Linked DNA regions of Mus musculus: region 2 is linked to region 1. Evidence: chromatin contacts called from public HiChIP or PLAC-seq data. All regions are on one chromosome and are shown on one strand. The core of a region is the stretch at or near the end of the contact, and the rest is flanking DNA. Distances in the headings are between cores, read along the strand shown.

Region 1 (6,128 bases), core at 2,267-4,766:
GATATGAGCACTGGCTGCTCTTCCAGAGGACCAGGGTTCAATCCTCAGCACCCACACGGTGGCTGACAACACTCTGCAACTTTAATCCAAAGGATCTGATGCCCTCTTTATCCTCTGCAGGCACTGCACACAAGTGATACACAGACACACTTGCAGGCAAAACACCCACTCACATAAAATAAAAAATGAAAAAACAGTTTGTAATACAAAGAATGTACCATTATTAGAAATCTGGTATTAAATAGTTGGGTAGCCCTAAACAAATTCACAAACGTTTATGGGCCACAGTGTCCTCACTTGGGACATGGATTGGAATTCTTTTTTTTTTCATCGTGTTTTATTTTTAATAATAAGATATAGATATTGAGCCGGGTGTGGTGGCGCACGCCTTTAATCCCGGCACTTGGGAGGCAGAGACAGGCGGATTTCTGAGTTCGAGGCCAGCCTGGTCTACAAAGTGAGATCCAGGAGAGCCAAGACTATACAGAGAAACCCTGTCTCGAAAAACCAAAAAAAAAAAAAAAAAAAGATATAGTATAGATATTGTTCTTTTTTTTTCTTTTATTAGATATTTTCTTTATTTACATTTCAAATGTTATCCCCTTTCCAAGTCTCCCCTCTGGAAGCCTCCTATCCTATCCCCCAACCCCAGCCTCTATGAGGGTGCTTCCCACCCCGCCCCCACTCCTGCCTTCCACCCCTGGCAATCCCCTACACTGGGGCATCGAACCCCCACAGGACCAAGGGACTCTCCTCCCATCGATGTCCAACAAGGCCATCCTCTTTCACATACACAGCTGGAGCCATGGGTCCCTCCATGTGTACTCTTTGGTTGGTAGTCTGGTCCCCAGGACCTCCGGGGGATCTGGCCAGTTGACAATGATGCTCCAAGCCAACCATTGGACTGAGCGTGGGGTCCCTGATGGAGGAGTCAAGGAAGAGACTGAAGGAACTGAGGGGGTTTTCAGCCCCATGGATTGGAGTTCTTAACTCCATTGTATAGTAAAACCACCATTGCATAAACTCTGACATCAGGGCTGTACCTGAGAGCAAAGATATCAGAAATTTCACACCACCTTCTCCACCTTTAACTGTAAATACATCACCCAATGAATGATTTTGATAAAATGCTGATTTGGTCTTTGAAGGGACCCTCACAGGTGATGGATGTCAGGGCTCCTAGAACCTCCAACTGTTTTTTGTTTGTTTGCTTGGTTTTTTTTTTTTTTTTTTTTTTGAGGAGTTACAGGTAAATCATCTCCATGTGCCTACACATCGCTTCTGTTCTGTGCACAAAGGCCATTTTTTTCTTTGTATGTGTGTGCATGTGTAAGTGTGTGCATCCTGTGCAGGTCTATATTATACACATGTACAAATGCAACCCAGGTGTGCCAATATGGGTGTGGAGATCAGAGGGCAATCTCAAGTATCAATACTTGCCTTCCACCTTGTTTAAGACAGAGTCCCTTTATTGTCTTTTCAGGGCATATGTGAGACTGAGATTGGCTAACCCATCAACTTTCTAGAATTTTCTTTCTCCACCCCCATCTCCCCAGAGGAGCTCTGGGCATGCAGATGTCTATTACCGCCTCCAGCTTTTATGGGGCTTTAGATCTAAGAGCTCGGGTTCTCATACTCCAATGGCAAGTGCTTTTACCCAGTGAGCCATCTCCCAGGCCCTCCCTCCAGTTTTTATATTGGATGCTTAATGAGAACCATTAAATTTTCTCACATTTCTTGGTGATGCGACAGAGTTTGGAAAAAAAACTTAGAAAATACAGAGCTACGAAGACTTCGTGTGATCTCTGGTGTTTTCCTTTTTTAAACAGTTGCCTTTTAAAATGTATGCAACATGAGAATTCCATAAACCAAATGGAACCAACTCTGTGTCCCTCACTCTGTTGTTATTCCACACTAAGTCCTTGTTTATATTTTGCATAAAACAATCTTGATAAGTTACCTTCCGTCTCTATATTCTCCCCACTTGATTCGCTTCCAACTGTTCTCGTTTTGCTAACTGCTTAGAGGCTCTGTGGACCTTGAGAGCAAACTTTAATAAACCACTTTGTTTTGTATTTTGTCCTCATTTCTTGCATGTACTTCTGCATCATATCGAGGGCAACACTCTCAAAACAGTTACCATTCAAATATGACAGAACGTGCCATCTTTTCCTAAGCTGTGTTTTCTACAGTTCTGTGTTCTTCTGTGGGTACTCTCTGAAGAGTGTTACTCCTTCTCGAGGAATTCATGAGTAGTTTTTGTAGAATGAATGTATTTTAAGCTAACTTCCCCTGGTCTTATTCCAGGGTGGGCACATATGGCAGTGTTGATTTGGGAGTTAGATTTTGTTTTTGTTTCCTGTCTCTCCTGCTCTTGACACCCGCCTTCTGAGTGGAGTCAGATTTGAAGGACTGAGAAAAAGCCCACATTGCATTCCATCTGGGCTCCAACTGCCAGATGCAGTGCCCCGGCTTCCCTCTTCGCACCATAAGCTCATGCCAACTGTAACGTTGAGATGGGAGAGCATAGTTATCACAGACCAAGCTCAAAAGCCTTTTCTTCCTAAGGGTTGTTAATAGTGTGCGCCACGATGGGGCCCCAGCTCCCCGGATTCTGTGCCTTACATCACTGGAAAAAAAAAATGACATTTACAGGATGCTCAAGACATGGCTCGGATTCTTCATTTCCCATTTATTTCCCCACACCCCCCTGGTTGGCATAATGATTGTGCAGATTTATATTTGGGAAGGTGAGCAGCAAAAGATTAGTGTCCGCTCCCCATCCCCAGTCACTGCAGAGCGAATCTGCCCTGAGATTCCACCAACAACCCACTTTCTCGGCCTCTTCCAGGGCCCGACTTTGACAAAGGGTTATTTGCGTCCACTAGATGGTGCTGGTTATCTGTGGAAATGACTAACCCCCACCTTCAAAAGTTCTTGCTTTCCTAGGATGTTAAGGTGTGATTTAAGAGACCACTGGACTGAAATCTCAGGGCCCTTGAACTGAGCGTGGGTGTGTCTTTAAATAGCCATTCAAGTGGGAGAAGTGAAAATTAGGTCTGAAAATAGTAGCAAATATTATAAATAGCCAATAGCAACCATTTGATGATTTCAGAAAAACAGGAAATTCTCACACTTATATAAAAAACAGCAGATGTGCAAACTGTGTGTTTTCTTCTACTTCCTCTTTTGTTATACAACTTCCAGCACCTTTTAGTCCAGTGTATCCACAGCGTGGTCCACATGAGCAAGGGTGAGCAGGGGAGTAAATCATGTCGAAACAGTGAAGCCCAGGTAACAAGTAGTCTCATTTTTATTCCAAATAAGATGCCTTTTGATAGAGTATCTTTTTATGGTATCAGCTTTAGCAAGTAGAAATGAACTAGAAATGATCACTTGGGGGTGCTGTTGTTAGTCCCTCTCCACTGATTCTGCAGGTCCAGGAGTACAGGAGCCTGAGTTTTAGCCAGTATAGCAGGCAGTGATTCTGAAACAATTGGACCCTGAGCCTACTGGGGAACCTGTAGGAGTTCCTGTTTCAGAGGCTGGGCGGTGGGGCCCGCTGCTGCTCCCAGGAGCTCTCTGGGAGATGGCTCCCACCAGGGCTCTGAAGAGTGGCAGCAGGTGCTTCCTTATGTAAAAACAAAAGTAGAAAATAGGAAATCTTTGGCCCCTCCCACTCTGCTCCATTGTGCCTCTGTGGAATGGAGTCAGGTCCTGGTCCATGGATACTTTTATTTCTTTAAAAAAAAAAAATCAGGATTTTCTTTTAAAGCCTTGATACTTTTTGATGTTTATTGTCCCCAAATCATAATGATGCCTTCAGATTTTTTTTAAAGTGAAAGGAGTTAGTAGGAACATTGTCATGTGACTTTCACTTATTGTCTGGGAATGTCAAGTGGAGCTTGCCAGACGGTGGAGATGATGATAATCAACTTGTACACTGCACACACATGTGCTTATCCCCCAACACACATGTCCACACACACACATATGCACATACATGCACACACACATGTGCTTATCCCCCCGACACACATGTCCACACACACATGCACACACACATGTGCTTATCCCCCCGACACACATGCACACACACATGTGCTTATCCCCCCAACACACATGTACACACACACACACACAAAACACAAAGATTAGTAGAGCAAGCTGCAGAGATTTGTTTTTAAGGACTTTTATTTTTGTTAATGTATTTGTATGTGTGAGAGAGCGAGTCTGTGTGTGTGTGTGTGTGTGTGTGTGTGTGTGTGTGAATGAGTGTGCACCTAAGCACATGTGAGTGTCTATAAAGGACAGAAGAGGGTATCTGGTACCCTTAGAACTAGAATTGCAGTTGGCAGTGGACTAATATGGGGGCTGGGAAGTGCACTCTGGTCCTCTGTAAGAGCACTAATGTAAGAGCACTCCTAACCACCAAGCCAGCTCTCCAGCCTCTAAGATTTGTTTTGAAATCCAGCAAACCAATGAAGACGAGGCTATGTTCTGATTCTTGCTGTGACTTGGGGATGGGGGTGGGGATCTTTTTAATTCTGCCCTTAAGAGTGCAGCTTGCCCTGGGGCATATAAAGTTTGTGTGTCCAATGGGCCTCTCTTTCCAGTGATGGCCGACTAGGCCATCTTTTGATACATATGCAGCTAGAGTCAAGAGCTCCGGGGTACTGGTTAGTTCATAATGTTGATCCACCTATAGGGTTGCAGATCCCTTTAGCTCCTTGGGTACTTTCTCTAGCTCCTCCATTGGGAGCCCTGTGATCCATCCATTAGCTGACTGTGGGCATCCACTTCTGTGTTTGCTAGGCCCCGGCATAGTCTCACAAGAGACAGCTACATCTGGGTCCTTTCGATAAAATCTTGCTAGTGTATGCAATGGTGTCAGCGTTTGGATGGAACGCCAGGGCCAAAAAGGGGGAGTGGGCGGGTAGGGGAGTGGGGGTGGGTGGGTATGGGGGACTTTTGGTATAGCATTGGAAATGTAAATGAGCTAAATACCTAATAAAAAATGGAAAGAAAAAAAAAAGAGTGCAGCTTGCCAAGTCCTCCTTCAGAGAAAGGGACAAGTGTTTCTTTTCCCTAAGGAAGTCCCCTCAAGTAACATCTACTTAACCTTCTCATTATGCTGCTGGCTCCAAAGTCAGGACAAAATACTCGACAAAAGCAACCTAAGGAAAGAAGGGTTGATTCGGGCTCACGGTTTGAAGGGATACAGTCTATCCTTGTGGTGAAGCTGCAGGAGCAGGCAGCAGGAGTGTGGAGTAGCTGGTTACTCCTGTCAGGGTGTAGCTGGGGGAAATGAACGCTGGTGCTCCAATAGGCCTTCTCCCTTTTGTTCATTCTGGGCCTCAGCCCTTGGGATGTTGTTCCCTGTATCCAAAGTATAGCTTCCCCCTTTGAGTTAAACCTCTCTGGAAATGTTATGGACACCTCAAGAGGGTCTCTCTCCTGCATGATTGATTCTAAACCCTGTGAAGTTGGCAAGGAAGATCAACTACTAATCATGTTGAAATGAAGTGACAGTGTAAGTTACAGAAAGCTTTACCATAAATTTCTGTATTTATTTCACTATAAAGTTAAGGAAGTGAAAACAGTTAACATAACACAGTGAATGCAGACAAAAACCAACACTAAAGGTCTTAAGCAGCAATGCATAGAAATCGTTTTGCAGTAACATTTCAGAAATAAATAATAAGTGGGTAGCCACAGAGACCCATTCATCAGTCAAGGTCAGGCTGCCCCATCCTGGCATTAATAAAGAGCTTGCATTTTGCATTTTCTCTTGAGGGTCTTTTTTATAGTCTAAATTCAAAACAATGTTTCTTTCAGAGCTTACATTATGTGAGGTAGACTGGGAGCAGTGTCTTCATCAATGCTGAGCACAACTCCTTATTTAATGGAGTCTGTTTTGTTTTCTCTTCATTTTTATTATAATAGAAAAACCAGAATTGCTATTCTAATTGATGTTTTATCTTCCCAGGACTCAACCTACAAACACACAAAACCACTTTATACATCTCACATCATTGGATGCTGGGTCTTTCTTTGCCAAGAGCTGCATGGCCAGAGGCTAGGCTCTTAACCTTCACAATCTGTTCCGCTAATACAATACGGGAAGC
Region 2 (6,128 bases), core at 1,443-3,942, 300 kb after region 1:
CAAGTCTATTCTAGATATAAATACCCTTAAGCACTGAAGGAGCAAGCCTATGAATTCTGAACTCTTCCCCTCGATCAGACCTGCTTCTGAGGCTGCTCCAGGCTTCATCACCAGCAGTCATATGACCTTTTAATAACAAAACTAAACACCAAAATAATCCTGAATTTCCCAGCTGTAGAAGATCATCAAAAAAGTTTTATAATAGACTTATAGTTTAATAAAATGTGTTTCATGTCTGGCCTCTCTTACAATGAAGGTATAAAGTATGTAAGACTGTTAGGTCCACATTGGGCTCCCCAAATGGTAGTGCTGGTGAGAATGTCCTAAACAGAAGGATTGTTACCAGATAAACGGAGCCTTAAATTCAACATCCTTCATGGATTTTCTAAAGTGATTTTCTGTTTATCAGGAACCTCCCTTAATCCACCCCACACGTCAACTACCTTGGACATCTAGTTCCGGGTCAATCCAAACAATCCTGTATTAGCTCAAAGCCTCCCCCTCCCTGTTAACATATAAAATTTACTTGCTTTCTGCAATTTTGTGCTCCCACACACCCAGAGATAGCCTTGGCAGCTTGATCCCTAATAAGCGTTTATTTCTACCTATGGAGGGGTCTAGTTATGACCTCTGCATAAATTCTCAGTATAAATTCTTACTGACCTCTCCAGCATCTTCCAGATAGATGATCATTCTTAACTGTGTTTTGGGACTAGGCAAGTTTTCAGAGGGAAGAAGAAAAGAATCTTGTTTTGGAGTCCAATTCCTTGGCCAGTGTTCCTCAAGCTTGCTTGTTTTCTTATTTGTGTGAAGGTTTGTTTCAGTGCTTATAGCTTGAATATTCCCTGTAAGTAGAAAGCGTTCTACTTCATTTCATTGGGTTGGGGGTGGATGTTGTTTTTGGTTTTTTTTTTTTTTTTTTTTTTTACAGTTCTAGAAATAGAACATGAGACAAATGCTAAGCCAGAGCTTTACCACTGAGCTACTCCATTCAAGCTACATTTCTTTGTCACTTAAAAGATAGGGTTGACAAAATTGCTCAGTGGTTAAAGATGCATGCCAGGAAAACTTAGCAACTTCAGTTTTACCCTGCTGCTCAAGGCGGAAGGAGTGAACCGATGACACGTGCACCGTGGCATACACAATACACACATCATAATAATAAATAAATTTAAATTTTTTATACTAGTGTTGAAAAATGATTTTGAGTTTTTAAAAATTTAGTCTTTTTGCTGGCTGGTGAAGCCTTTATTCCCAGCACTCAGGAGGCAGAGGCAGGCGGATCTCTGAGTCTGTGGCCAGCCTGTTCTACAGAGTGAGTTTCAGGACAGCCAGGGTTACATGGAGAAAGCCTGTTTCAAAAATTCAAAAGGAGGAAAAACATATATAGTCTTTTGAAAACGTTCCGCATCAACGCACACTAAGCACAACTCTCACCTCCAAGAGGATAAGGGATTATTCGGAAGCCAAAACGTGAAGGACCATGGCCTAGGAACACAGATTTATGCTACCCTAACTTTCATGATGCTTTTATAATAACAGAACAAAGTCTTTTCTTTTAATTACTTTATTTATTTTGTATATATATGAGTACACTGTTGCTGACTTCAGACACACCAGAAGAGGGCATCTGATCCCATTACAGATGGTTGTGAGCCACCATGTGGTTGCTGGGAATTGAACTCAGGACCTCTGGAAGAGCAGTCAGTGCTCTTAACCACTGAGCCATCTCTCCAGCCCACCCCCCCTACCCCCCCAAAACAAAGTCTTATGGCAGTTTTTTTTTTTTCAAATAAATTTGTGGAAATATTAAGTAGGTGGTTACAGCCAAATGGAAAAAATCTCAGTGCTAGGCCTCGAATGCTGGCTGGTGATGCTCTTAGCTTTTTGATTGGTGGAAACTGGATTTCATTATGTTAATTACATTCTAAAAGGCTTTAGTCTCGTGATGTTAGGTCAAACACAAAGGTAGGCAAGGAATGGCTGCTTAGAGGTTAAAGATAACCCATGGTAACTGTAATTAGACTCTGGGCCTGTAACACTGTAGCCTCTCCACAATCATTCAATTTTTAACCAGTTGATTGTCCTTGGAGAAGATTGAGTTTAAGGGTAGCTTCTCTCTGGGCACCTTCACTTACAGCCCACTGGCACAATAAAGGCATGAGGGTTATGGGACCAACCAGCTGCTATCCGATCAGCTCTGAGGCTCGCTCTCCAGGAAGGAACTCATGTGTAGTAAAACCTGTCAAAAGCCCAGGTCTGAAGGAAAACCTACATGTCTAGGGAAACCTCCTATTGTTTAGTTAAATGGTTATGTTGTCAAATTTCTTTCTAAATATCTACCTAGATTTGTACTACTCTCAACTGTGGTCAGGGGAGCCGATTTTTTTCAGTGGGCCTCTGGGTTAATATGGTGACTCCTGGTTAAAGTGGGAGACTGAGGGACTGTCAGCTTTCAGTTTTCAGGTCAGGACACATTAAGGAAGAGCAGGAAGGTGGGGAGGATGTCTTCTGACACGACAGGACTGTCACACTCATGAACCCACAGCAGACTAGCACACGATCAGGCCAGTCAAAATCCCAGCGTGGATGAGAGGGAGTTTATGTGGCTCCCCCTAGTTGAGGAGCCATTGGCACCAGTGCTAGGAGGAGAGCCATTTTTCCTCAGGGGTGTGGCTACTGGTAGGTACCCATGCTCTGGTGGGTAGTTCCCCCCGCCCCTGTGTACACAGGGCAGTACTAATTGGACTCAGTGGGTTGGTTGTTTGTCTTTTTAAAAGAAGAAGAGGATATGAGATGGGGAGGGGCCCATGTTGGAGGGGGGGTCTAGGGGAAGTTGGAGGTGGGGGTAGATATGATCAAAATACATTATATGTACATATGAAATTCTCAAAGAACAAATACAAATTATAGTACTAAAAAATTAGGTATTGGGGGGGATAGACAATCTTATTATGTAGCCCAAGATGACCTCAAACTTAGAGTCGACTTGCCTCAACCTTACCAGTGCTAGGATTACAGGCATATGTTTTTGTGTTTTATTTTGAGAACTTTGTTTCACTTTGCCTTTGGCAATAAGGTCACTTCCTAGTTTCATACAATCCCAATGGGCTTAACTGAAATAATTATCACTTCCTCTCTAAAAAGAAACTTTCACAGTATTTATTAAGCACACTCTATGTGCCCCAAGATACCGGGTGGGTGTCTCATCCGGGTTCCATTTCCAGTAGCCCATTGGAATTGAAGGAAGAGGTAGGAATCCTTGGAGAGTCAATTGGTTTGGCACAGATAACACCTTAAGACAATGCTGTTACCTAAGAAGTCAGTGTAAACCAGATGTGGTGGTCCATGTCTGTAATCCTCCCACTTTGGAGATTGAGGCAGGGTGATTCCCACAAGTTTTGCCTAGGAAATCTTAGCTATCCTAGGCTACAGTGATAGAGACTCTGTCCCAAAAAGGAAGTTTGTTTGTTTTTTAAAAGAGGTAACATAAAACATAAGAACAACCTTTAGACTCTGACACATAGAGATTCACACTCAGCTTTGCACCCATTATAAAGTAGCTTCTAAGTTGTCACATCATCTATCAGATGGGGTCCTTGCATAACACTGGAGAATGAACTGTCCTGTTATAAATGGATACAAATAAAAGCAATACAAATAAATACAAGAACCTTTGTAGAGCACTTTTGTACATAAGAGATATTCAACAAACAGTAGCTATTACTGTGTGTTCCTTGTGATAAAAATTCACACACACACACACACACACACACACACTGAGATGGCTCAGTAGGTAAAGGTACTTTCTGCCAAGACTGAGCTTGATCCCTGGACCCATTAACCAACTCCCATAAGTTGTCCTCTGACTTCCATACCTGTACTGTGCCACCTGCACCCGAAAACATCCACTCACATATTTTTATTTTATTTTATTTTATTTTTTTCTTATAAAAAACAATATTTAATTGGGGCTGGCTTACAGGTTCAGAGGTTCAGTCAGTTATCATTAAGGTGGAAGTATGGCAGTATCCAGGCAGGCATGGTGCAGGCAGAGCTGAGAGTTCTATGTCTTCATCCAAAGGCTGCTAGTGGAAGTCTGACTTCCAGGCAATTAGGGTGAGGATCTTATGCCCACACCCACAGTGGCACACCTACTCCAACCAAGTCACACCACACTCACATATTTTTAAATAGATAAGTGCAATAAAAATATTTTAAATCCACAAAATAAATGGAAAAAAACCCCACACACAAACAAAACCATTGGCTCTGTTTTTCATAAGTCAGATGCAAAACAAACTGTAGAATGTTAAAAACATAAGTTATCTCTAAAAGCATGTATAGAATATAACTACTATAAGAATATATAAGACATGTATGTAAATGCTTTATACCAAAATTCCTGACACATAACACTTGCTTGGAGGCTGTCTTTGTTAAGGTTGCTATTGCCATGATGAATAAATACCATAATTAAAGCAAGCCAGGGAGAAAAGGGTTTATTTGCCTCTCTATCGCTGCTCATCCTGAAGGAAGTCAGAACAGGAACTCAAACAGGGCACGAATTCAAACCTGGAGGCAGGAGCTGATGCAGAGGCCATGGAGAAGTGCTGCTTACTGGCTTGCTCCTCATGATCTAATCCTCCTGCTTTCTTACAGAACCTTGAACCACCAGCCCAGGGATTGCCCCACCCACAGTGGGCTGGGCCCTCAACCATCAATCACTAAGAAAATGCAGGATCTTGTAGAGGCATTTTTCTCAATTGAGGTTCCCTTCTTTCAAATAACTAGTTTGTGTCAAGTTAACATAAAACTAGCCAGCATACTAGTGGTAGTACTTACTAGAGAGTTATAATTCTCCTGAACTAGATCCAGTTAGGCATCTCTACCCTAAGCTGCAAACCTGAAGTATCAGAAAACAGAGACCTCCCCCCAACATCTCCCCCCACCTTCCTCTTACCTCCCTCACTCCTCCCCCACTCCAGTCCAGACCTTCCAGTGGTAAACACTGAGGGTGTCCTAAGCCCTCCTGGTAGGTAATAAGGCTGTGGTTCTCAGCAGAGCTGCACATTGGAATTGCCTGGAGAGAGCCAGTGAGCTGCCTAGGTGGCTCAGGACACTTGCCACCAAGCCTGATGACCTGAGCTTGATCCCTTGAACAGGAGAGACCTGACTCTGGCTTCCACACACATGCCATGATATGCCAGCAATTAGAAGCATACACATAAATAAATGTAAAAATCAAAAAAGGTAAAAGAATTACATGGAATATTTAAAAAAAATTGAGATATGCGTGCTCCATTGAGACCAACTGTTATCATCTGAGGGACAGGGACCAGTCATAGAATTTCTCAAAGCTCCAAGATTATACGTATCTAAGGCTTAAGAATATACCTCTTGCCCTGCGCGGTGGCGCACACCTTTGATCCCAGCACTTGGGAGGCAGAGGCAGGTGAATTTCTGAGTTCAAGGCCAGCCTGGTCTACAGAGTGAGTTCCAGAACAGCCAGGGCTACACAGAGAAACCCTGTCTCAAAAAACCAAAAAATAAAAAACCATAAAAACAACAGAATATACCTCTTGGGTGTGTGTGTGTGTGTGGAGAGATGGCTCAGCAATTAAGTCCTCTGACTAGCACATGTACACAATGTCACACATACACACATGTACACACACATACACACTTGTATACACACACACACTCATTCACGCACAGGCGGTACACTCTACCAAACCTGGCACATCCTGTGTTTCTGGAAGTGAAGTGAAAGCCAGATTCCCTCGCACCCATCCACCATTTTATGTGACCGACTGGGTAAATCTGATCTGTGGAGACCGCCTCACCTCCTTGCTTTCAGCCAGAGGGGATGACTCTGAGCTTGTTTAAAAAGCGGAGCAAAAAGCCTCGAAGATATGGGTACAGGGGAAAAATTCCTAAATAGAACAGCAATGGCTTGTGCTCTAAGATCGAGAATCGATAAATGGGACCTCATAAAATTGCAAAGCTTCTGCAAGGCAAAAGACACTGTCAAAAGGACAAAAAGACCACCAACAGATTGGGAAAGGATCTTTACCTATCCCAAATTGGATAGGGGACTAATATACAATATATATAAAGAACTCAAG

What was found. HiChIP or PLAC-seq counts read pairs in DNA pulled down with a chosen protein or histone mark.
Region 2: a contact with region 1 is called in an H3K27ac HiChIP or PLAC-seq map of large pre-B cells, with 2.3 times the contacts expected there. The contact joins two enhancer-like sites. A contact is called at or near these places in 1 of 484 Hi-C or Micro-C datasets (bone marrow-derived macrophages) and 2 of 115 datasets of contacts at active chromatin or transcription factors (bone marrow-derived macrophages and large pre-B cells).

The regions. Positions count from the first base shown.
Region 1 is chr2:118,260,440-118,266,567 of GRCm38.p6, forward strand. No RefSeq gene overlaps it. Among named protein-coding and RNA genes, the nearest start is that of Fsip1, 6.5 kb to the left of the region's middle. Within about 2 kb of position 3,517, at least 56 of the 459 cell types and tissues checked have an H3K27ac peak or open chromatin away from gene starts, as enhancers often do. A contact at or near this core is called in bone marrow-derived macrophages, where this site is marked.
Region 2 is chr2:118,559,514-118,565,641 of GRCm38.p6, forward strand. No RefSeq gene overlaps it. Among named protein-coding and RNA genes, the nearest start is that of Bmf, 13 kb to the left of the region's middle. Within about 2 kb of position 2,693, at least 44 of the 459 cell types and tissues checked have an H3K27ac peak or open chromatin away from gene starts, as enhancers often do. A contact at or near this core is called in bone marrow-derived macrophages, where this site is marked.